7 separate regions of the Mus musculus genome follow, and regions 1, 2, 3, 4, 6 and 7 are each linked to region 5. A link is a contact called in public ChIA-PET and HiChIP or PLAC-seq data. All regions are on one chromosome and are shown on one strand. The core of a region is the stretch at or near the end of the contact, and the rest is flanking DNA. Distances in the headings are between cores, read along the strand shown.

What was found. ChIA-PET counts read pairs in DNA pulled down with a chosen protein or histone mark. HiChIP or PLAC-seq counts read pairs in DNA pulled down with a chosen protein or histone mark.
Region 1: an RNA polymerase II ChIA-PET map of memory CD8 T cells shows a contact between it and region 5, with 529 read pairs. The contact joins the enhancer-like site here to the promoter of Bcl11b in region 5. A contact is called at or near these places in 9 of 39 promoter capture datasets (cranial neural crest, embryonic stem cells, frontonasal cranial neural crest and 4 more), 1 of 15 datasets of contacts at CTCF or cohesin (stem cell-derived epiblast-like cells), 7 of 484 Hi-C or Micro-C datasets (CD4 T cells, CD8 T cells, Th1 cells and 2 more), 17 of 115 datasets of contacts at active chromatin or transcription factors (CD8 T cells, the SCID.adh cell line, Th17 cells and 14 more) and 2 of 9 other capture datasets (embryonic stem cells and liver).
Region 2: a contact with region 5 is called in an H3K27ac HiChIP or PLAC-seq map of double positive thymocytes, with 5 read pairs. The contact joins the enhancer-like site here to the promoter of Bcl11b in region 5. A contact is called at or near these places in 2 of 39 promoter capture datasets (the 3T3-L1 cell line and stem cell-derived epiblast-like cells), 5 of 484 Hi-C or Micro-C datasets (CD4 T cells, Sertoli cells, Th2 cells and 2 more), 14 of 115 datasets of contacts at active chromatin or transcription factors (the SCID.adh cell line, acute myeloid leukemia, craniofacial prominence and 11 more) and 1 of 9 other capture datasets (embryonic stem cells).
Region 3: a contact with region 5 is called in an RNA polymerase II ChIA-PET map of memory CD8 T cells, with 474 read pairs. The contact joins the enhancer-like site here to the promoter of Bcl11b in region 5. A contact is called at or near these places in 15 of 39 promoter capture datasets (the 3T3-L1 cell line, 3T3-L1-derived adipocytes, the C10 cell line and 8 more), 8 of 484 Hi-C or Micro-C datasets (CD4 T cells, CD8 T cells, embryonic stem cells and 3 more), 24 of 115 datasets of contacts at active chromatin or transcription factors (CD8 T cells, T-cell acute lymphoblastic leukemia, Th17 cells and 15 more) and 1 of 9 other capture datasets (embryonic stem cells).
Region 4: an H3K27ac HiChIP or PLAC-seq map of CD8 T cells shows a contact between it and region 5, with 24 times the contacts expected there. The contact joins the enhancer-like site here to the promoter of Bcl11b in region 5. A contact is called at or near these places in 11 of 39 promoter capture datasets (the 3T3-L1 cell line, cranial neural crest, embryonic stem cells and 5 more), 21 of 484 Hi-C or Micro-C datasets (CD4 T cells, CD4 single positive thymocytes, CD8 T cells and 12 more), 17 of 115 datasets of contacts at active chromatin or transcription factors (CD8 T cells, the SCID.adh cell line, craniofacial prominence and 10 more) and 1 of 9 other capture datasets (embryonic stem cells).
Region 6: an H3K27ac HiChIP or PLAC-seq map of embryonic stem cells shows a contact between it and region 5, with 9 times the contacts expected there. The contact joins the enhancer-like site here to the promoter of Bcl11b in region 5. A contact is called at or near these places in 12 of 39 promoter capture datasets (the 3T3-L1 cell line, 3T3-L1-derived adipocytes, the C10 cell line and 7 more), 11 of 484 Hi-C or Micro-C datasets (CD4 T cells, Th1 cells, Th17 cells and 7 more), 17 of 115 datasets of contacts at active chromatin or transcription factors (SST interneurons, T-cell acute lymphoblastic leukemia, Th17 cells and 10 more) and 1 of 9 other capture datasets (embryonic stem cells).
Region 7: a contact with region 5 is called in an H3K27ac HiChIP or PLAC-seq map of regulatory T cell precursor, with 15 times the contacts expected there. The contact joins the enhancer-like site here to the promoter of Bcl11b in region 5. A contact is called at or near these places in 8 of 39 promoter capture datasets (the 3T3-L1 cell line, cranial neural crest, embryonic stem cells and 2 more), 2 of 15 datasets of contacts at CTCF or cohesin (CD8 T cells and thymocytes), 33 of 484 Hi-C or Micro-C datasets (CD4 T cells, CD4 single positive thymocytes, CD8 T cells and 14 more), 27 of 115 datasets of contacts at active chromatin or transcription factors (CD8 T cells, the SCID.adh cell line, SST interneurons and 20 more) and 1 of 9 other capture datasets (embryonic stem cells).

What each region holds. Positions count from the first base shown.
Region 1 is chr12:107,181,678-107,184,948 of GRCm38.p6, reverse strand. No RefSeq gene overlaps it. Among named protein-coding and RNA genes, the nearest start is that of Gm52008, 72 kb to the right of the region's middle. Within about 2 kb of position 1,453, at least 39 of the 459 cell types and tissues checked have an H3K27ac peak or open chromatin away from gene starts, as enhancers often do. A contact at or near this core is called in CD8 T cells, the SCID.adh cell line, Th1 cells and 8 more, where this site is marked.
Region 2 is chr12:107,227,132-107,230,782 of GRCm38.p6, reverse strand. No RefSeq gene overlaps it. Among named protein-coding and RNA genes, the nearest start is that of Gm52008, 120 kb to the right of the region's middle. Within about 2 kb of position 2,227, at least 1 of the 459 cell types and tissues checked has an H3K27ac peak or open chromatin away from gene starts, as enhancers often do. A contact at or near this core is called in double positive thymocytes, where this site is marked.
Region 3 is chr12:107,045,715-107,048,932 of GRCm38.p6, reverse strand. No RefSeq gene overlaps it. Among named protein-coding and RNA genes, the nearest start is that of Gm16086, 53 kb to the left of the region's middle. Within about 2 kb of position 1,647, at least 40 of the 459 cell types and tissues checked have an H3K27ac peak or open chromatin away from gene starts, as enhancers often do. A contact at or near this core is called in CD8 T cells, T-cell acute lymphoblastic leukemia, Th17 cells and 6 more, where this site is marked.
Region 4 is chr12:107,146,755-107,150,041 of GRCm38.p6, reverse strand. No RefSeq gene overlaps it. Among named protein-coding and RNA genes, the nearest start is that of Gm52008, 37 kb to the right of the region's middle. Within about 2 kb of position 1,436, at least 35 of the 459 cell types and tissues checked have an H3K27ac peak or open chromatin away from gene starts, as enhancers often do. A contact at or near this core is called in CD4 single positive thymocytes, CD8 T cells, DN3 thymocytes and 6 more, where this site is marked.
Region 5 is chr12:108,001,626-108,005,020 of GRCm38.p6, reverse strand. Bcl11b (B cell leukemia/lymphoma 11B) reads left to right here and starts at 1,607. Exons shown (of 4, transcript NM_001079883.1): 1 at 1,607-1,935. The coding sequence starts at 1,878.
Region 6 is chr12:107,026,576-107,029,787 of GRCm38.p6, reverse strand. No RefSeq gene overlaps it. Among named protein-coding and RNA genes, the nearest start is that of Gm16086, 72 kb to the left of the region's middle. Within about 2 kb of position 1,532, at least 10 of the 459 cell types and tissues checked have an H3K27ac peak or open chromatin away from gene starts, as enhancers often do. A contact at or near this core is called in embryonic stem cells, where this site is marked.
Region 7 is chr12:107,122,925-107,126,122 of GRCm38.p6, reverse strand. No RefSeq gene overlaps it. Among named protein-coding and RNA genes, the nearest start is that of Gm52008, 13 kb to the right of the region's middle. Within about 2 kb of position 1,637, at least 35 of the 459 cell types and tissues checked have an H3K27ac peak or open chromatin away from gene starts, as enhancers often do. A contact at or near this core is called in CD4 single positive thymocytes, CD8 T cells, CD8 central memory T cells and 13 more, where this site is marked.

The DNA of each region.
Region 1 (3,271 bases), core at 204-2,703, 820 kb after region 5:
AGTTCCCAGCTCATCCTCGAGGAGACGAGACCACTGATTTCAGAACCAGCTTCCTGTACTTGGTGCAGCTTGGTCCTGAGGATGGAGCCCGCCCAGAGCCATGCTCTCATCTTTGCAGCTGACCCCAGGCTTGTTTCTCAATGACTTCTACAGATCCAGAGGGACCATGAACATCTATCTACAGCCCTGGTTCCTCACCTGCATCTCTGATGCACAGAGATAGGACTGGGGAAAGCGGCTGCCTGCCTTTTAACCATGCCTGCCTGCCTGACTCTCTCTCTCTCTCTCTCTCTCTCTGTGTGTGTGTGTGTGTGTGTGTGTGTGTGTTTTCTGTCTCTCTTCTTTCAGGGTTAGAGAAACTGGCAGATTGCCCTCAGTTTGTTTCGAGTAGGCTTCCTTTGAGTGCTAAAAAGGAAAGAGTCAAGAACAAAGAACACAAGCACACAGCACTGCACGTTTCTAAGACAATATAAAAAGTTGTTCAGACAATTTGCAAGGAGACTAACAATAAGACCTGAATGATATTTTCCCCTACTGTTGCCACAGTGACAAGGGCCCACAGGCTACACTGGGGTCATGGACCGTTTCCATTGGTCCCCAGTCAAAGGGTTCTGGCATGATCATCTGACTTTTAGGAAGACTCATCTCTTGTTACAGGGCTAATTTTACATCTCAGACCATCTCTCAGTGTCCTGAAAAGGGAAGAGGAAGGCAGATGGATGATTTTTCAACTGACAGGCAACCAGCTGTCAGTACCTGATGACCATGTGTACTGTCCCAAGCAAGGTGCCTCCCCAGCTTTCAGGGAAGCGGAGAGAAGCTCAGAGGTATTTGGGGTACATCACCAGGGAACGTGGGATAAAGGACTCAGAACCGAGAAGAGACTATGCATCATCTCCATCGTACAAACTCTCAGGGCCCCTCTCTCTCAGGCAGAGGGGGAAGAAGGACCCGGTTCATCTCATTCCTGGGGTTCATATTCTGCTGAGGGGATTGGTGGAGGGAACATGAAGGCAGAAATCCTTCTGAAGATTCAGGGGGAGTTGGGCGCTTTGAGAGGGGCTAGAGATCACCAAATCGCTCACAGCTCGCAGCCCGAGGGACTCTGAGGCGGCTAGGTTTCATTGGGGTCCAGGAGCAAAGGAAGGAGTCAGACACGTGGGGAGAGGGATGAGACCCGTGAAAGAGAACGTAGTCAAGCTGGGCAAGGCAGAGAGAGGCTCCAAGGATTGGAACACGCGTCGCTCATTTACCTGAAGCCGCTTCTTACCTCAAAGCCCAGAAAATGGCACAGAAGGGAAAGAGCAGGAGGACAGAGAAGAGCGTTGTGAGAAAATGCGGCTGTTTGGATACAGTGTAATCTTTGCACCATGTGTGCGCAGCAGCTAAGGACCCCTGCACAGGTTGGGTCCTTCGACTTAGCACAGTGTTGGAGCCCCGCCCCTTCCTGAGAAGCCGAAGGCTGCTGATTGGTGCTATAAGAGAGGCTCTCATTTGTCTAATGGTGTAGCCTCCAGGGAGGGGTTGAGAGGGAAAGGGGGTGGGCGGCTTTGAGAGGGTGATGGGGCAAATACAATCACAACATATTGTCTGCACATATGAAGCGGCCAAAAACAAAGCAAAAAGCAGAAGTGACAAGTGGGTGGCATCCTTGGAGGTCGCCTGCGTCCTGGGAAACGGAGTCAGGGGTTTCATTGCAAATGCTTAGGGCAAGGGAAAGCTGAAGGTTTCCCTCCGTGAGCTTTGGGAAATATTAAAGTTTTGCTGATTTACACACACACACACACACACACACACACACACACACACACACACACTGGTGAGCTATGTGCCTGTAACGGAGGGGTGTGACCCCAGAGATGGTTCTTCATCCCTGAGGCCCAGCATAGGATCTCTGCCTCTTCCTGCATCTGCTTTCCTCCCTAAAACCCGAAGTGAGCATACTTGGCAATAGTGAGTCTTAGAACCTGTGAAATATCTCAACAGAGCTTTTGGAAAATTGAAGGTACCAAACTGTGCGTGGCCAGACTTGCCTATCACACAGCCCTGGTGCCGGGAAGACAGGATTGTAAATTCAATGCAAATTTGAATTACCTAGAGAAATTCTGTTTCCGGAAAAAAAAAAAAAGGCAAAGTGAAAGAAATGAAGAGACAGACGTTTCAATGTTATTGTCAGACGAAGGGTTAAAATTGACCCTGAGGAGAGTTAAAGGATGCTTGGGAACATAGAGGGGACAGCCATTTTCTCACACACTGACATTGCGATTAGCAGCCTCATCAAGAAGCTCAGAGATGTACTACCACTAATCCCAAGATGTAAGGCACGAAAAGATAGATCTAGAATTCTAGCCAGTTCTAGGAACCCAGTGTTGCTTGCAGTGCCCCATCCTGCCTTTCGGGACATCTAGATTCAAGGTTAGCTGGAGGGTGGTCGTGGATAGCAGGCAGGGCAAGCGGGTGGGAGAGCTGGCGGGCATACATAGTCTGTGCCTTTGTTTCCCGGTTTGGTTTCAGGCTGTGTGAATCTCTCGGCCTGCTCTTTCACTTTGAGCTGGGTGTTCACACACTTCTCACGAAATCCAACCCGCGCTTCGTTGGTTCCGAGGTGAGTGGGGAGGAACTGCTGAGCCAGGCCCATGGCTGGCCCCATCAAAGGTGCTGGCCAGGCCTCTAGCCCTAGGTCTCAAGCTTGCGGCCCACGGCTTCCTCCAGGCCAGGACGCAGCAGCCAGCTCACCTTGTTTCGAGTTTCTGTTCGGTCTCCTTTCAAGTTTCATTCTGGTGCCCTTCACACAGCCTGCCCCCACCTCTTCCTTCTACGGTGGGGCAGCTATGTAATTCTTGAGACATCCTCAGCCCGGTAGGGAACTTCAGTCTGGAAGGCCAAGACTGTGCAAGGCCCAGCCTGTGCTACTGGAGCTCTGGACCTACAGACATTCTCTGGCTCTGTAGGTTTTTATCAAAGGCAAGCTTCAGTTTACCCTTTGTAAATGGAGAAGTGCGATGAACTATGAGGCTCGCCCAAGGCCGTAGTCAGGATGGGTAAAATGGAGTATCTGGGGTTGACACCTTCCCAGGCCACATAGATTGGCTTTCTCTGTGAAACAAAAGGCAGCCCAGACACCAGAGATGCTCAGGGATTATTCCCGGTCTCCTAGAGGCCATCAATCAAAGGAGTGCTGGTATCTGTGGGGTGGTACCCAGGGACACATCACAGGACACTTCTCCCCAAAGTCACCTGTGATCTGAGACATTTTTGTAAACTAAACAAA
Region 2 (3,651 bases), core at 978-3,477, 770 kb after region 5:
TGGCAACAGCAATGGTGAGCACGGTTCTGGCAAGCTCTGCATCAGCTCCTCCTTCACAGGGCACGTCACTGCTAAGCTAGTGTCTGGTGAAGATCCGAACTGACCAACGCCTGTCCCCATCCTATAGTTTTTTTTTAACCACATCCTAACTCTAGACCTATCTTTACAGTCTCACATTGATGGGAGGCAAGGCAGATGAGAAACAAGGAGAGGGGTGGAGCCTTGTGGGAACAGTCAGGGCGTACTGCCTACTGCCTTTCCTGCCATTTTCAGTGTGAGTTTCCCCTGTCCATTGCACAAAGTTCAGCCTGACATCAGATGGGATTCAACATGTGGGGTTGTTGGTCCTTGAGCTTTCAAGGCCTTGGAGTTTGCTGAAGCACAGATAATCTTAGAGGTAAGTCCTGGCGGGAAGATGCTGGTGGCTGCAGACAGGAGAGCAGGCACTGAGAAAATGCTCCAAGGTAACCCAGCAGGTCTGGCACACAGCCACGAATCTTCCTGTAGGTGACCAGAAGGATTGTCTCCTGTTCCTCAGCCGCCTGCTGCTCACCCTTCAGTTTCCCACAGGCCTTCCTCTTCTCTTCTCACCCATGTCTTCCTTAGTCTCCTTTGCTGGATGTGTAATCATTTCATAAGTGTATATGTTTATGCAAAATACATATTTATAATATAGAAAGCATATATTATTAAATATGCATTCTATTTAAACACATACTTATAATATTGAAATATGTAATTATCTTCGATGTGTACTCTGTGAAAAAGAACGTAGGATATAGTGTTCAGATGAGAAAAACATCACCTCGGGGGTTGTTATGAATGGATTTTCTTTGGTTGGTAAAATATTTTTTAAGCTTTCACCAAAAGTACCCATTGACACTGGGTTTCCTCTTTCTGGGCAATAACAGAGGTTTCTATTTAGATCATTTTCTTGTGTGGACATGTGTGTTTATGTGTGTATGTGTGTGTGCACATGTCTATACATGCATATACATATTTAGTGCATATGTGTGCAGGTATGAGAATGCATGTTGTGTGTATGTGGGGGTACAAACCTGTTTGTCATTCCTCAGAGGCCATATAGCTTGTATTTTAAGACAGGGTCTCTTACTGGCCTGGAAGTCACCAAGTAGACTATGAGGTTGGTCCCCAAGCCCCAGGGACCCTCCTGTCTCCCTCTGCCTCCCCAGCTCTACTTTTTAATATGTGTCTTTGGCATGGAAAATGGGTCTTCATGCTTGTGAAGTAAAAATGATACCACATAAGCCATCTCTCCACCCCTTTGGGTATAGAATAGTGGTTCTCAGCTTGTGGGTTACGACCCCTTTGAGGGTTGAAGGATCATTTCATGGGAGTAACCTAAGACCATCAGAAAACACAGGTGTTTACACTGTAGTTCACAACAATAGCAAAATTACAGTTATGAAGCGCCAATGGAAATAATTTTATCTTTGGGGGTCACCACAACATGAGGAGCTGTATTAAAGGGTCACAGCATTGGGAAAGTTGAGAACCACATTTATAATGTTCTAGTCACAGGGAGCTCTTCTGCACCCTAGAGGATGCTTAACAGCCTCCCTGGTCTCTGCTTAGTAAACAGCAGTACCAGCCTCATGCCTATCAATGTTTGAAAGAACATTGATATTGAACAATGATATGAAAGAACATTCTAGATATTGCTAAATGCCTCTGGGTGTAATACCTCAGACTGGCCTGTGTCTGGCCAGCATTGCCCACCTATAGGGCTCCACGCTGTAACTCCATATGTTGGTCAAGAAATGGAGGCTAGAAGAGACTTTGTCAAAGGAAATATTGCTGGTAGGTGACAACAATGGACTTCAAGATAAAATGACACTGCAGGTAAGATACACACATACATACACACACACACACACACACACACACAAACACACATCAGCATTTCCATAGCAATGGAATCCTCTAAAGGGGAGATACAGCAGAAGTTTGCTATGGGTCTAAACTCTTGACTGGAGATATGAAGAAGCTCAGGTCAGAGAAGGGTTCTCAAGGAGGAATGAGGAAGCTGCAGGCCGGAAGCAGGCAGATGTTTACAGGAACACAGCCTTTTCCATCCTTAGAGAGTCAGCCACTGCATCTTGCTAAAGTGTGAGGAATGCAGGGGCTTCTTCTCACTGGGTGCAGGTTGCTCACCAAGAGCTAAACAAGAGAACAGGTGTGCGTCAAAAGAAACTGGCCAGCTGCTCAGTAACAGGAGGCTGGAAGCTGGAAGGTGCCGTCAGTGGTCTTGATCCATCACACACAGTATCTTATGTGACAGTGTCCACTTGGCCCAGTTGTATGTGCAGGAAGCTCTTCTGAGACAGAGACACCACATGATTGGTGATGTAAGTGTGCATTCTGCTGTCTGCATTTTCCGTTTGTCTGTCTAGTGGAACCCTTTGGGGTATCTATAATAAAAAAAATGAAAACCCACCTCTAGCTTTGCCTTACTGCTTGGAAGGTGCTATGTGGAATGGATCCACCAGAAGATTCATCTCTTCTGGAGGGTGGACCAAGTGGGCTTGTCACAAGCACATCATATTGTGCCTACTGTGATTTCCAACAAACAGTAGACACTGGTTCAGGAAGTGAAGGATGAAGAACACTAGAAAATGAGCAACCCCTCCACAGATAAGACTGCCTCTGTATGTCAGTGAGAAGGCTCATGAACAGGTGGATGGACCTGAGTCTTAAGTTCCTAATCACCCATCCTCTGCTTAGGACTGACTAAGACTGCCCCCTCCTCATTTCCCCGGAGTCAACAGGACGGGAGGACACTCCTGGAGGAGGCAGCAAGATTTGAGCTGCCCTTACCCACTGCACACATACTTAAAGTCCTCCCCTCTGTCTTCCCTGAGGTCCTCCCTTCTGTAGGTGGCCACATTCAGTCATTTCATTTAGATTCTGTTCCCGTACATAGCATTCATCTTCTGAAGACATGGTTGGCCAGCCACATGGATGTATGTTATTTCCTGTCTCATGAGTTTTTGTTTTCCCATCCTCTAAAAAAATATTACAGGATTTTGCTATATTCTGTTAAAAATCAGATCTATTAAGACATATCGTGTATTCCTGGCATCCCGCTGGCTCCAGGAACTGCTTGGACTATTTGACCACATTGCAAATTTGCAATGATTTACCTTGTAAATTTGGGAGAGGAATTCTCATACAGTAGAGGCAGAGCTGGACAGGTACTGGGAACTGATTCATTTGGATTTGAATGCTTGGAATAAACATTTTGAGGTTTTTTTTTCTTTTTGAAAATTCTTCATAATTAAATTCTTTCATGATTTTGCCTTCAGATTGCCACAAGCCAGTCCAAAGTCCCACCAAATGACTTCACAGGCATCCTAGTTACACTCTGTTGCTGTGTTAAGTACAACGACCAAAATATATTTGGAGAGGAAAAGGTTTATTTGGCTTACAGGTCACAGCTCATGCTCAAGGGAACCCAAGACAGAAAGCTGAGGCAGGAACCTGAAGGCAGGAACTGAAGCAGAGATGGTGGAGGAACACTGCTTTCTGGCTTGCTCTCCACTGCAAGCCCAGCTGCTTCCTTATATCAACCAGAACCACCTGCCTAGGAGTGGTACTGCCCACAGTGGGCTGGGACCATTCACATCAATC
Region 3 (3,218 bases), core at 398-2,897, 960 kb after region 5:
TTCCTTCTTTCATATGCATGATCACTGTGCCCTTGAAACTCTACAGGTGGAGGCTCTGAGTGATGTGCATCTCCTTAACCTACCTTAGAAAGCTCTGGATAACCTAAATCTAGCCATTCTAGCACCATGAACTAATCTATCCTTCTTGAGAGAAAACTTGCCTGGTAGTGATTTGTAATGAATTCAGTGTCATTTTCTCTTACAAAAAACAATATTTTAAAATATAGTCCTTAAAGTTTTCATATACATACACAACATATCTTCTAGATTTTTTTTTCAAAGAATCTCTTATTTTCACTTTATGTGTATGTTGAAGTGCCTGCCTGTACATCTGTGCACCGCATGCATGCGGTGCCCTTTGAGACCCGAAGAGAATGTCAAATCCCCTGGAACCAGACTTACAGGTAATTGCGAGCCTCCGTGTGGGTGCTGCAAAGTGAACCTGGGTCCTCTGTGAGAGCAGCCAGTGTTCCTAACCACTGAGCTAACTCTACAGCCTCTACAGAGTGTCTTGATTATATCCACTCTCCCCTGCACATCCCTGCAGGACACCCCAACATACCTCCTTCCTGACTGCATGTGTGTCTTCTAAATATCTTGTTTATTCATCATTTTTTTTCTTCTTTAAGTAAACTATCTGTGGTAGAGGGCAGTGATGGACTTGGAACTTTCTGGTGCACACTTCTCCTTCCCACTCCGTATGCCAGCACTTGGAGCCATCTTTTTACACATATAGACCCTTTCTGTCCATTCTTTAAAGCGCCTCTCCAGCCCCTGGCACTTGACAGACCCTCGCCTGCTGTCCACTCTTATTTCAATTCATGTAAGATGCACAGACATGGATGGAAATGGCCATGGGTTATACAAAGAGCCCACTACGTGTGTCAAAAGGATCGCACCCTGCAAGAGGATATGTCAAAGTCAGGCAGACAACTCGGTGAGAAATGACCTTAAGAGACCTCAAACTTGCTAAGCTGGCTTCCCCAGCCAGAAGTAAATGTGGTTAACATTACAGCCATATTCAAGTCTCAGTTTCAAAAACAACACGCAGTCTTCCCCCAGCACTCCCCAAACTGGGCATCCTACAAATCTTTAGAGAAGATATAGCAGGCTTCTATTTCTTTTCGGCAGTGCAGAGTTGATTTATCTCTGGCTGAACACGCCTGTGGAATGAAGATGCTTCTTCTAATGCCTCCAGAGGCCCATCGGAAGTCTGTTGTATTGCTGTTTTAGCTGAATGTTTTACTGCCGTACGCGTATTAATACTTCCAGTGTGGCCTTTTTTAAATATCCCCTCCCCCAAGTCCCACAGGCATCGTTGTACTGAGCAACAGATACGTCTTATCAATGTGCTCCTCAAACTGGAAATTCAGAGGCCCTTAAATTGAAGCTATGGAGGAATGATCACACTTGATGGCATTTAGATCTGCAAGCAGGAAGTGATGGCTGAGGGCTGGAGGTTTCTCTCCTAGCAACCGCAGGAGGGACAGTCCTTGGCTTGTTTTTCACCTGTCTGCTTTCCGGTGCCTTGTCTTACAAATTAAATCCAATTTCTCTTGCATGAGCACTCACTGCGTGCAGCATGGAAACGTCTTTTCCTTTAAGCCCTAACCACCAGAGGAAAACAAAGAACTCAGATGCCCATGGCACTGTCAGGGAGGGAGAGCGCTTCGTGGTTCTCCCATGTGGCTTTGCGCACCTGCGGTTCTCACAGCAGTGGGAGATGGCCGAAAGTGAAACCCGTGCCCGAACGGGGTACTGCCAGACAGCAAAGCCTATTTTCTGGGACTGAGACCAAATTCAGAGCCTGTGGTGGGTGTGCTGGGGAAGATACACTGCCTGTTTTTAACTGGACCAATCCGTGATCTCCAATTCCCTGCATTGGTGACAACCTCACGACTCTGACAAGAAGGCTCGAAGGGATAAGGATGGATGGACTATTTTTGTATAGATCTCTTCCAAACGTTTTCTTCACTTTCTGAAGAATACTCTCCGAGCAGAGGTTCTCAACCTATGGGTTGCAACCATGTTGGCAAACCTCTCTCTCTAAAAATATTTACATTACGAATCATAACAGTAGCAAAATTACAGTTACAAACTAGCAATCAAATATTTTTATGGTTGGTGGGGGCACTACAACATGAGGGACTGTATTCTAGTTCAAACTGATCTGAAGCTCTTAATAGTCACCACAGGATGAGTCTTTTGCTCGGCTCTCCATAGTCTAAGGCACACAGTGTTCTCTTCATACTGACATTTTGTGACCTGTAACTGTTTTCTGTTTCCTTTCTCATTCTGTGGTCTTGTCTCCTGCTCAAACATTTTGATTCTTTCTTATATCTTATCTTTGTGGCCATCGATTTTCAGTTAGTTTGTGTTTTATTTAAGATGAACCCATTCATTGAGCTTTGAATTTCAATTACTTTATTTCCAAAACCATTCTCTGATTTCCCAATTAGCTAGAGCATGCTTTTGAAAATGAATTTCTCAGTTAGCATGCAAAATAATGGTTTTGTGGTGATTCTTTTAATGTATATACATATCATGGTTCTTTATTCACATATGAACACTCCCATTATCTTATCCTTCCCCCTTCTGACTGGTCAGGTCTACCCTCAAAATCTATACTCATGTTATATGTGTGCCTGTTCATATGTGTGCATATACAGACATAAACTAGCTAATACTGGTGAGGTTTAACACAACTTTATCACATTCTACACATGTATATATAGTATAACTTGGTATGGTGACACATGACTTTAATCCCAGAACTCAGGAGGAAAAGGAAGGAGAATCTCTGTGAGTTTGAATTCAGCCTGGTCTACACAGAGAGTTCCAGGACAGTTGAGTTATATAATGAGACCCTGTCTCAAAACAAAACAAAATATAAAAAGAAAGAACCAAACCAAACTAAACCAAAAATAACATCAGTTAAAACTCTGTGAAAACTTACTGTGTAAAAGCTACAAGCCACATATTAGCTTACTCTAGGATACTGACCCAACAATTTGGACAAGAACTATTTCATGGCTCATTATGCCTCCAGTTTTCCTGGGCTTCCAGAAAGTTCTGAAACCACCTAGAGACACAAATTAGTTAAATATGGATACCTCCTGTATCATTCATCTTTCCCCTTAGCCATAATATTCTAGTTTTTAAATAAAATATTCAGCACATTACTTTTCACTAAAACATTTAACAAATGAATAAATAAT
Region 4 (3,287 bases), core at 187-2,686, 850 kb after region 5:
ATTTGTTGACTGACTTAATGTGTAGCCCTGCAATGATTGACAGTTGGGGGTCAGGGGGCTCTTGCACTGAGGGTAGTGTATAGCCTAAAGAGATAATCAAGATGATAAGTACATCCACACTAGGACAGGAGCTTTAACAAGAGCTTTTAGTGAAGGGAACTTTCTGGGAGCCTCAAGGAAGGCATATTATTTACAAAGAGCCAAACGTGGTGTTGGGCACCTATGGAATGTTCCTTGAACAAACTGCTTTGCATTTCCCCACCAAAGATCTCCTCCATGGAGGAGGGGGTGTGTTTGACTTTCAGGGTGGAAGGTATGTCTGTGTCTGTGTTTTTGTGTTGATGTGCATGCATGTGTATACGTGTGTGTTTGTATGCAAATATAGGCATGCAGGTGCTTGTGTATACATGTGACGTATGCACACATATGTCCTTAATTGTATGTCTTCCTGGTTGCTGGTCTATGCCAGACTATGATCAATGCTTTTATAACAGTCTCAAACTAAAAGTCCCTACCCTTTAGTGGGGGATGGAAGGACCCTTCAATAGGGGTTGCATATCAGAAGACCTGCATGCCATCCATGTACATTAACGTTCATAACTAGCAAGATTAGTAACAATGACATAATTTGATGGTTGGAGTGGCATCAGGAAATGAGAAAATCTATTTAAGGGTTATGAAAAGGTTATTAGGAAGATTGAGAAAGGCCATTCTAGAAGGAAGATCAAAGGATTGAAAGCAGGAGAAGATCGTATTGAAACGTCTTCTTGAAGCTTCCAAGTACTTTGAGAAGGGATCTGAGCGACTCTGCAATCTGACTACAGCCTGAGACACACTCTATGGCACATCAGCTAGGAAGACCAAGAGGCAGATAACTCTCTGCCTCACGCCTGCTTGAGAGCTTAAGGGCCCAGAAAGACTGTCCCCTACTGGACTCAGGGCTGCCGGTGTCACTGCCCACATAACAAAAGTACTCTTGGCTCATGGGGTCTGTGATGAAGAACACTCTCACACAGCTCACCAAAGGCTCCATGACAGGTGAACCCTGGACAGCCAGCTTCTACATCTGGGCAACTCTGGAAAACAACGTACCCAGGGGGTTGGTGTGACTTCCACAAAGGAATAGTTTCTGCAAACCAGGTCGTGCCCATCAAATGCCCCAGAAGACTGGGAATGCGCTCGTTTATCATACGTGAGTGTGCACTTGACAATGGCCATTTGTGCCTTCCCTGTGTTATGTAATTATCACCACAGCCAACTGAACAGCTCTCACCCTCAGGCCCCTGCGCTTCTCAGGTGGCCACTGACAGAGTTCGGCCCCCAGACAGTTTAACCACACTGGGGCCACCTGGTACTTGAAGTACCTCAAGGGCCTTCATAAAACTGCTGGGTGACCACAAAAGCAACCACCAGTTCCTCTGGCGCCAGGCCCAGCAGTAAGCGCCCTCCCTGAGGTGGGGTGGGGAGGCTGAGGAGGGGAGAGGAAGATGATATAGCACTTTGCAGCTTTGTCCCTACCAGTCGGGGGATAAGGGCCTCCAGGCAAGTTGTCACTTCTTTATAGAAACCTGCTCGGGTCAACCCGTGGAAAGTCCCACCAGGAGAAGAGTGCTGGAGTTCTGTTCACGCTCTATGAATTCACTAAAAGTAATTTGTGCCTGTCAGGCACTCAGAAATCACATATAGGATGTTAGAAGGCCAGTGACTCGCAAGGAAAGAGAATGTCCTCACAGACAAAAGTCCCCATCTCTGACCCTTCCTGGGCAGCCTGAAAGGGACAAAGTCCATCCTAAAAGCTAGGCTTGTGTGAGGTCTTTTTAGAAGGGTCTTGACCTTTGCAGGGCTTGGACATTTAGGACCAACCATGAGCCTATGTTGACAATTTTTGTCTCTTATCTAAGTCTTAGGTCACCCCAGATCTGACTGTCCACCTCAGTGCTCTCTACCACCCATCCATCTGTTTATTGGAAACCCATAAAGCTCTGATAAGTAGCCTAATCACAACCTGACCCCAGGTTTGAGCCCCAAAACCATCAGACTATGAGGTTAGGGTGGCTGCCCTTCCTTCCCACCTATCTTGCTTCAATGTACACACAAAGCTTGGAATATACATTCAAGCTAACCCTCAGGTATACAGCAGCAGTTGCCCAAAAGGCCACACTGAAAAGCCCGAACTGGAAGAAGGGGGGACTCTGAAAAATCACTGACCCTCGATAACAGTAAGAAAGGCATAACTCCTTGTGTGTGTGTGTCTCAAGGCGAGAAAGGAGACTCTGGTGCCATATGGTCTCAAAAGGACACTCGACCATCAAACAATCAAGAGCTAGGAAGTAAAAAATGGAAAGCCATAGAGCAGATGATAGCTGCGGGGCTCCACACACCTCACACAGAGTGCTCTGCCTTCCTCAGATAATGTGGTACCCATGCTTCCTCATAGGAGAACAGCATCGGGCAGACGAAACTGACTGTTTGCATCTATGAAGAACTAAGAGTTAAAGACAAAGTTTCCATGTGATAGCACCCTTGAAGAAAGAAGAGAGAGAACCAGAGCTCGGGGCTTCCCATGCCCAGGTCATTGGTACCATGACTCTGACTACAGCTCCTGGACACAGAGAAAGAGGTAGGAGAGAGGTATGAGAAGGACCCAGGGCTTTACAGTCAAGGCAGGGCTTGAGACATTCTCGGAAGGATGGGGACAGGCGAGCTACTGTACACAGCAAACGAGATGAAAGGCAAGAAGATTCCAGGAATGAACACACAGAGCTTCTGAAATGCCCCGGCGTGAGGGCCCACAGTGGGGCTCAGAGGAGCGGGGGATGAAATGGTCCCTGAATGAAGCCCTTCCTCTGTGATCCAGAAACCTCTGCTGGCCTTCACCCTGCCGGTTTCACGGGAGGTGTTTTCCCATTACATCACAACTTACAAGTCAGATTCAGCCTAACGCCTTGGTTATTTATCTGAAGGGAGGACATTTCAGAGAACCTCGTATTGCTTAATCAATCAGACTGAGTGAAGGACAGACAGACAGCACATTTCTACCATGCCGTGTTTCTGATACACACCACTTTAACAGCGTTGTCTGTGGTTTCAGTTTGGCTCACCTTACCTCCCTCCTGGTGATGGAGGAGATGAGGGCTGGATGGGGAAATGTAAAAAGAAATAGTCCAACTGCAAGTGCGTTTACTGAGCACTTCCTGTGTGCTCAAAAAAATGCACTCAACACATAACCCAAAGAAACAAGGCTTTGGGCCCAGAGCCTAGCTTCTGGCATTCCAACCACATGGGTA
Region 5 (3,395 bases), core at 358-2,857:
TTCAAGTCCGATCCCGGGCGATGGAGGAGGGGGACGACTTCCAGGTTGCAGAGATTTCACGGAGGGAATTGGGGGGGGGGTCGCCGCTACGAGGCACCCTCCTTTCCCAGCGCTGACCACGCCCACTTCTGGGTCTGTGAGTCCCAGACTTCTCCCACGTGGAGTGCCCCCCAACCCGTCCCTCTAGCGCGTGCTTCCCAAGGAGACTAGGGTGTGGGGGCGGGGCAGTGCTTGACCCCTAGGAGTTAATGGGGCCCAGAAGGGCGAAGAACCCTTCTGGAATGGGATTCAAACAAAATGTGCCCCCCCCCACTGTGCCCCTCAGTATCATTAATTTTGTTGTTTGAGACGACCAACCCCCAACGGTTTATATGGAGACACTTTTTTGGAAGTTTCTACAAAATGCTCCCCTCTCCAAATAAGTAAAACCAACTGTAACTACTTTTCTAGAGAGTGAAGGAAAACAATTTTATCTGTCGCCTCAGTCTCCCCCAGCCCGTGGTTTCCAGCCCTCTTTCTCGAGTGGGTGGGTTTGGACTTGCTTGGACTCAGTGTACCTCAGTTACTCACACAGCACTCCGCCCCCTTTCTCAGGGAGTCCGGCTCCCGGGGGAGGAAGAGTGAGTGGGGACAAGATTTTATTTTATTTATCCCCCCCCACCCTCTTTTGCGCTACCGGTGCTCGGTGATAAGACCAGCTTACAAAAACAGTAGTTTGCACGTGTGGCCGGCCGGCCTGGGTTGCGGGTGTGCGCACTGGCGAGTGTGTGTGAGTGCGCGCGCGCGTGTCTCGGTGTGTGCTTTCTTGTTCTCTTACAGGGTACAATGTTAAAAAGCCACCGCTAGTCGCCCCCAGTGCTCCGACTCTCTGGGTCTTTTTGTCTCTAGAGCAGATTAAACGTCACGTCCGCACTTGAACTTGAATTTTATCCCATTGTACAGAGGCAGCCCCAGCCACAGAGAGACCGAGAGCTCCCGGAGAACCCGGACTCCGCCATCTTCACGTTGCAATCTATAGCTCCCGTCCACGCCCGCACCGACCCGGGCGCACTGGGCGAGCCGCCCCGCAGCCCCGCTCCCCCTGGGCCCGCGGCGCCGGGCAGCGCTGGGGAGCGCACGCGGGGACCCGCAGCCCCTCCGGCCGGCGCCAGCCTGCCAGGTGACCCGGGAAGGAGCCGCTCCCGGAGTCCCCCAGAGCCTCGGAGGGGTCAGCCTCCGAGAAAGAAAAAAAGCAGGCAGCGCGCAGAAAACCCAGAAAGAGCCGAACCAAGGCAGCTTTTCATTGCTTTTGGGTTTTTGAGGGGGCGGGGTGAGGGGGTACGAGACAAGTCCCCAAGTTTTCTTTGCCTTTTTTTTTTTTTTGGCTTTTTTGAAATTTGTTTGCATTTTTTCCTCCCCCCTCCCCTTGGGTGGAAGTGCGCGTTCCACCTACCAGACCCCGAAAGAAAAGTGTCAGAGGCCGGTGCAAAACCCGGCGTAACTTCAAGAAGACATTTACAAGTCTAAGAGGCCAAGCACTTTGAAGAAGTGTGAGAGATATTTTTCCTCCAAAAGAATATATTTTTAAAGAAACCGGCCAGCCAGCGGCGAGCAACAGCAGTTTTATAATTTATTTTAGCCTTTTCTCTATTTTAGAGCAAGCCATCTTCCTGGCTTTTTCTTCTTTCTTTTTGCAAAAACAAAAACAAAAACACAGCCCAGAAGAAAGAGCAAAATAAAGACGAAGAAGAAGAAGAGGAGGAGGAAGAGGAAGAGAGGAAGGGCAGAGGCACCAACCCGGGCGGAGGAGGAGGCGCGGCGGCGGCGGCGGCTCAGACCCCCTCCCCGGCCCGCATCTGTGCAGCTTTCCGGGCGATGCCAGAATAGATGCCGGGGCAATGTCCCGCCGCAAACAGGGCAACCCGCAGCACTTGTCCCAGAGGGAACTCATCACGCGTAAGTGTCTGCCGCACGCGCGAAGGGCCGGCGGCTGGGGCTCCGGGCGCCCGGGGCTGGGGACACCAACCCGGGAGCAGCGGCCGAGCGTGGGGTTCTGGGAAAGTTTCTCTGCAGCCGGGGGCAGCCGCCGCGGGCTCCGGGCCGGGGAGGGGGCGCGCGGGCTTGCAGGCGGCTGTGCGCGCCGAGCCCGGCCGGACGCTCGGCCCTCCAAGCGGCGTGTGTGGCGGCGGCGGCGCTGGTGGCGGGGTTTGGAGAGGAGGGGGAGGGGGCCGAGGAGTGGAGGGGGAGGGGGAGCCGGGAAAAGTTGGCGAGCGCGTGGGTCCGCGCTCGGAGGAGCGGGCGGACGGAGCCCCGAGAGCGCCCTGGACCCAGGGACCCGCAGGGGAAAGGGATGGCCGCGGGCTTCGGGTTCCCGGTCGCTGCGCCCCGCCAGGCTGGGCGCCGACCGCGCCGCTGCTAGGATTCCGAAGCCGCCGTCCCCTCCCCTCCTCTCGCTATTTGCAAAAGAATCCAGCTGCGCAGCTGTTTGCTGTGCTGGAGCACCCCCTCCTCATTTCCCCACCTCCGTCTCCTGGGACGGTCTTGTCTTCTTTCCCCCCCCAACTCAAAAAAAAAAAAAAGGTGTGGGGGGGAGGTTTTGGGTTGGTGAAAAAAAAATCCCCGCCACGAGTTAACAAAAAAGTCATGAGTGGGGAAAAAAAAGGGATGCTCTTATAACAGTAAAAATGAAGAGAAAGAAAAAGGAAGGGGAGAAAATACCTATCATCCTCTTATCCATCTTTCTATCTCTGTATCTTTCATCTTCCCATCTAAATAAACAAGGCAGGTCGCGGTGCAAATCCGCCGGATTTCAAGCAAGTGGAGGGGCTTGCAAAGTCAGGCAGCAGGGCAGACTCTCAGCAGCTTCCACCGCCCCAGCTGGGTTCATTTAGAAAAGAAAACGCCAGCGCGAGCCGCGCAGGTACACAGTTCTCCCAGAGCCAGCCGGGTACCCGCGCTGCCACCGGCGAGGTCGGCTTGCAGAGCTCTGGGAAGCCCCGGCCGCAGCCTGCGCGAGTCTCTCCCCCGCGGGTTTTTTTTTTTTTTTTGGTCGCGGTTGCTTTTTATTTATTAAATTTTTTATTGCAATAGAAATAAAATTTCCTCTGGGTGCCATCGAGACCTCAGGCAGGTTGTAATCTTGCAATCCTTCGCTCACCTCGCTGCGTTGGGGCCGGGCTCCCGGCTCTGGAGCTGGAGAAGCCTGTGAATGACGGCCGCCGCTGAGGACTGGCTGCCCTGCAGTCGAGAGCCGAATATTTATGTTATATTTTAAAGAATTTAAATAAATAAATAAATATATAAAGGGGCTCTCCCCTCCCCTCCAACCCAGCACAGGAGCCATCTGCTCGAAGCTATTGCTGTTCCCTCTCTCCTTTGTTACCGCAGACACCTTAGTAAGAATTTGTGCGTTTATT
Region 6 (3,212 bases), core at 283-2,782, 980 kb after region 5:
AGCTTGGCAGTGACAGATATGGTGCCTGAGAAACAGTATGGGACATGTGAATCTTAAGGGACCTGGGGACATATCAAGGGACGAGGAGATTGCTCTTGGAGAAGGAGCTTGCCAGCCCTGCATGAGAACTTGAGTCATACTGGCAGGATAAATGCTGAACATAGCAGTGCACACGTAGTCCCAGATGCTGGTCTGTGGAAGCAGGGTTATTTCTGGGCTTGCCGTCCATCTGAATATGTGAGCTCTAGGTTCAGAGAAAGAACTACCTCAGGAGATAAGGTCGGGGAATGGAGAGACAGCTCAGCTTGCTCTTTTCGAGAACCAGGGCTCGGTTCCCAGCACCCACATAGTGGCTCACAGCTACATCTGACTCCAGTTCCAGGGGATCTGATGCCTTCTTCTGACCTCTGCAGATATGCATGCATATGGTGCACATCATATACACAGGTAAGAAAAAATCATGCACATTTAATATGTAAAAAAAATATTTAAGTAAATTTAAAAATCAGAAGAACAAAAGGAAAGCAAGGGATATCAGCCTCTGGCCTCCAGATGTTCCTGCGGAGCTAACACACTTCCCCTCCCCCCACAGTTGCAGAGAGCCCTGGGGCTAATTATAGTTGATGTTAATTCTGTTCTCCAGTGAGGGGTTGTGGAAGAAGGAATGAGTCAGCACTCAGGTGATTTCCTGTAAACCTGCTTCCCACCTTAATTTGTAAAATAAAGGAGAGCTGATGATTGGGCAGATAAAGGGAAGGTGGAGCTGAAAGTTGGGGGAGAGAAGAAGGAGAAAATGGGAGAGGGAGAGGATGCAGAGGAGGAGGAAGAAGAAGAAAAGCATAGAAGAAACACATGCTCTAAGGGGTCTAGTAGAAGTGGAAGATGGTAGTGTAGTGGTAGATCTGCCCAGTCTAGATGCACAGCATGTATTCATATTAACTGAGTTGTATTTTCATTGCTGGGGCATATTTGGGTTGGAGATTTACCACAATACCCCACTACATACATCTTCCCTCTCCACACCTATCTCTCTCTCTCTCTCTCTCTCTCTCTCTCTCTCTCTCTCCCTCCCTCTCTCTCTCTCTCTCTCTCTCTCTCTCTCTCTCACACACACACACACACACACACTTCTCCCCTTCCCCTCACATCTCTCACCTCACCCCCACCCCCCCACCTCCCGGCACATACAGAGCCTTAATAAAATACAACTTCTTATCCTCGAGTGTTGAGCTGAACTTGAGCCTCTGCCCCCTTCACCAGCCCCATGATCAGACTTCCCCGTGAGGGCAACAAGGCAGCTGTCCCAAGCCTCGGTTTCTTTATCTGCGCAGTGTGGGTGGCTCTGAGCCTCATCATGCCCCGAGGATTATTCCAAAAGCATTCCAGCAACTCCCAGCCGAGGGTCTGGTGCACACTGTGCGTCTCTGGAACACAGCGGCTATTATTATTAATAACGTGCTCACAGGAACTGTGTGGAGATTAGCCACCTGGTGGGAGTAGGTAGCATAAACCGGACGCGTGCAGTTCCATCACCTCTCCGTCTCCCGGAAAATGACAACCTTGCAGACAGGCTTAGTCCTCCCAATTCCCCTGCTTCTGACTTATGGATTCCAACACCATCTCCCCCTAAACAATAATAAAATTCGGAGGGCAATAAAAGAAGAAAAGCTGTTTGCCTGAGAAAGTTGCTGCAGCTCGGCAGCATCCTGAGTGTACCGCATGGAAACTTCATTTCCAAAGAGCCCCAGAGCCCTAATCCATGGAAACGGAGTGCCAGTCTCTGAACGAAGCACTTCTGTAGTGAGCTGCTAAAACTCACTCGATGCCCTGCGTGAGGCCTCCGAGCTCTCTGAAGTTACCCCGCCCCGGGGAAAGTTGTCCATTACTGTGGCTGCTGCCAGGAGAATGTGGTCCCAGGGATGGAGAGGCTAATGGAGCAGGGAACTTGGGGTGCCTAGCGTCTGTCCCTCTGTCTTAGAGAGTTTGAGTTTATGAGCTCTCAGAGGCCTGGGCAGGCAGTGTCGGGTGTGACTGGAGTTGCCTTCGACCTCCATACACCTGAGCCGCACAATCCAAGTGTTAACACCTGTGGAAAGCAGAGTGCCAGCACGCGCCATCCCTGTCCACCCCTGCAGAGGCGAGGAAAGCTGCTTTGGTGTGCAAATGGCAAAAGAAGTGAAGAATGAATGAGGCCCTGTGCAGCAGAGAAGGCCGTGGGGCGCTCAGCTCCACACACCGGGCTTCAGAAAGGATGACAGGATTTCGCTTTCCTGGAGGGCAATTTGGCATCCCATCTCCAAAACCTTAAAAAATGTGTATCCCCTTGACCCCCATAGACCTGCATCTGGAAGATTTCCTAAGGAAACAGCCTAGATGCATAAAATGTAGGCCTGGGGGGTACCATGCCTCTGAATGGGATGCAAGACTTTGTTGCCTGCATGTTTGTTGATCTTGATGAGTTAAGCGGCAGGAAAAAAAAAATACCGAACAAGGGCAATAATAGAAGCCAAGCAGACTGTTCTCTGCTCTCAGCTGCAGGTAGCTTCTTCCCCCAGCACAGGAGGCTGGCTTGGGCCTCTGGATTGTTTGGAAGCCATCCTCTACCTGGGGAGGCATAGTATCTCCTCCCCTGTGCTCCAGGCCAATCTGAGGGTGCAGGTGTGTTAGCCCCAGAAGTTAAGAGTTCGGCTTCATTATGCAAAGTGTCAAGTGCTGTGTTTTTAGCCAGGAGTACATTTCTGCAGGCTCAGGGATGCCACGGCAGCACCAAGTCTTTCTAGCCGAGCACTCAAGCTGGTTGCAATTTGGCTGGAATGTGTGGCCGTTAAGCAGTATGTATGTGGTGGTCCGAGAGAGGGTCTGCCCATGAGCCTGAAGACCCTCTCTTGATTCTCACACTTGTGTGGGCTGAGACACAAGAAGCATGTGCCAGATTACTTCATCCCATGAATACAGGCATCCCTACCCAAGAATCACTGTCTAGGAAAAGGATAGTGACAGGTGGACTTGGTTTCAGCCATGGAGCAGGTGACGGGCACTTTCTGGACAGAATGATTGAGAATGGAAAAGACATATTGACCAATGGAAGAATGAAGAGGCATTCTACCCTGAGAAAACAATCTTAAATCCCAAATCCAAAAGCATTTATTGAAGTCCGTTCCCCTGGTGCAGTGATGTTCAGGGGTGAGCCCTGACCTTATCAATGGATTGAT
Region 7 (3,198 bases), core at 388-2,887, 880 kb after region 5:
TACCCCTGGTGGGATGTTCTGCAGCTGGTCAATGCCACACTTCCCTCAGAATGTCACCAAGATACCGTGTCTGGCAACCCTGGTTATTCCCTGTTGCTCCCAACAGAGTCTACTTCCATGTCTGGTTTTAGTTTTCTTCACAGTGTTTATTTCCTGAAACAGCATTTTTACTTATTAATGTTTCTGCTATCTTCTCCAACTCTATTCTTGTTCTGTCTTAAGTGGTGGGCCAGGTCATGGTTGCTCCCCAAACATTTCCAGAATAGATATGTATGCTTGAAATGTGCTACAAATCCCCTTCTCTCTGTGGAGATCCCAGGCTCCGTTGAGAAGCAGGAAGCACCAGCTGCGGTGTCCACTTATATCTGTGGAGGGCAGCTGAGCACCCGGGGGCATGCACGCACGTGAGAAGAAATAGTCCAGGGAAAACAAGAAAAATCCACAAGACCACATATGAAGAAAACCTGAGGGGAAGAGAGCTAGAGAGACCCAGAGCAGGAGAGAAGCAAAGATGAGAGCAGAGACCCAAGGAGGGGGAGAGAGACATGCCCAGCCCTGAGTACAGAAATGGACAGCAGAGGCCAGGCCCAGAGCCTCAGGCCACTCTTCTTCAGCATGCCTGGCGCCCGCCCACAGGGAGTCCCTATTACATCATCTCCTCGCCCTTTGGAAGCTGAGTGCCACCTTATTTACTTGGATCTCCTGGTCAGCCCTGAGCCCTTTGTGAGCGGCGACGTCCCTGAGTGCTCCCCTAGAGACCCTGGCGTCCCCTGTAGCACCAGGTCAGGGACAGCCAATTACCACAGAAAAAGGTCTTGGTGGCTCCTGCTAATTGCTGTGGCCTCAGCAGGTCTTAATTCTCTCTTCCCTCCTCCCCAGCCCCAGTTCCCAGGGGCCCTATACTTCTCTGAGCACACAGATGCAAACTCTGGAAAGATTAAACTTCCACTGCCTCTCTGCCCAGGGCCTGCAAGTCATCACAAAACATCTAGAGAAGTGAAGACCCCACCCCTACCCCCGAGTGCCCAGTCCTCCAGGATCTTCCGTGTATGCCCACCCCCCCCCAAAACCTCCGCAGGTTGTCTTCCCTGAAAGGCTCCTGCTCCTCTCTGACACTGGGCCCCAGTCTCCCAGGAGCTCCTAGCTGGCTGAGGACATCACAAATCACAGTTGCATGGACCAGAACTGGAGCCAGAGCCACTCTATTTGTCAAACTGCTGTGACTGCCACAGCCCGAAGCTACTGAAGGGACACGGCTCTGAACTGGGCCTGTGGTTTTGATCTGTGGCCCCCTGTCTCTTTCACAGAACCCTAAAGCTGGCTGTATTTTATAGATCAGAACAGTGCATTATAACTACACTGTGCCATGCTACCCGTGGGGTCAAGGTAACACCTAGGGACAGAATGTGCTTCTACGGGCACAGCAGTGATCATGTCTGTTCTCACGGTGAGGGGAATGTGAGCTCCAGCTAGAGACTTCAAGGAGTTTTAACAATTCAGGTCAGGTTTTACCCACAGAGAAATGTTAAGACGCTTTGAAACCCATTTGACTCTGAGATCACAGGCCAGTCACCAGCCATGCGGCATGAGAACGGCTCTCTTTGCTCCGACGGTAGAGATGGTAACCCAGGGGTGAATGGAACTTCTGCTTGTAAGCCAGCTCTTCAGAAGTGGAAGGGGTGTGCAAAGCTGAGATAGTTCTTGTTCCCAGCAGTGCACGGCGGACCCCTCTGCTGGGCTGGCTGACTTACTTCACGCGTCGGCTTCGTGGGTGGGTCACACGGCCTCGGTCTGCACCTGTCACTCTGACCTCCTTTCATGGAAGGCATCTGGGATGGAATCAAAGCATTACCTCAGGGGCTGAGGTACAGACAGTGTCTGGTAATGTAGCCTGAGGCTGTAATGACCTGAAAGAGCCAATAGAAGTGTCCATTGTGTTAGAGCTATATTAAGTAAGTAGGGCTATATACTCTAGACACTCAATAACTGCTCACTTAAATCGCTGAAGCCTGGCCCCAGCCAGGTCCATCCACCATCATTCTGTGCACATTAAGGATGTGGAGGATGGAGTGCCCTGGAGACAACAGGTTTGGGCTTTCCCCAGGACATAAACTCAGAACACCTCTCCAAGATTCTGGAAGACATTTTCGCCTGCTCCAGGCAGTTCCCAGGGCAGACAGAGTGTCTTCACACTGCGACCTCTGACCTTGGAACAGGTGTCCAACTCTACCCTTGCGGCAAGACAGTTGACTTGTCAAGGCTTAAGAAGACTGTCACCCCTCTCCTCTGGCAGGGTTTCGGCTTCCTTCGCTCTTCACCGTGTGAAGATCAGAGGTGTGGCTCCCACCCCCCCACCCATGTGACAGAGGCAAGAGCAGAAAACAGGCTGGTTGTCACCAAGGAAGGCCAGAGGCTGCGATTATGTGTGGAGGTTCAATGTTTGCCCGTTCAGGGCAGGCAGGCAGGAAGATAGTTGTGAGGCTTTGGGGAGCCAACCGCCTGTGACTGACTCTAGCAGCTAGAATTAAAAATAAAAGGAAACAAAACAAACAAAAAATAAAAACAAAAACAAAATAAAACAAAAAACCTAACAACAACCAACCAGGCTTCCAGTGCAGCGTGGACTCTGGTAATCGGCAAGACAGGCTAGTTTGAATTGCCTCAGTTACCCAGTCTATGAAATAGGCTGCTGATGCACCCTTCACATGCCTGCTGGGTCATAGGATCTGGAGTGTGGGCAAGACTCTAACACAAAGCCCCAGAGCTAATGAGTTTCCAGTTCTCAAGATCGCGACTTGGCAGACACGGTCCCATTTGAGCCCTTGCTGGCTTGCAGTGTCTGTCCCCTTACCTCTGCTGATTAGCAGGCTCACTCAGACATTAGGTATGCTTACACGAGTTGCTCAGGACCACAGAGATCTCCAGTGGTCAGACTCTGGTAGAAATTCAGTTTTCTCAGACTATGAGCAAAATCACCTTAAAGAAGGCTGGGGAGCTAGCTGAAAGTTGGCAACGTGCTTGCTTTGCAATCATGAGGACCTGTGTTCAATTCCCAGAAACATAATAATAATAATAATAATAATAATAATAATAATAATAATAATAATAATAATAAATAATGTTGACAAGAACTTTGGTGTGGGGTGTGGATTTGTAATGCCAACAGGTAGATATTTTGGGCTCTCTGGTCAGACAGCC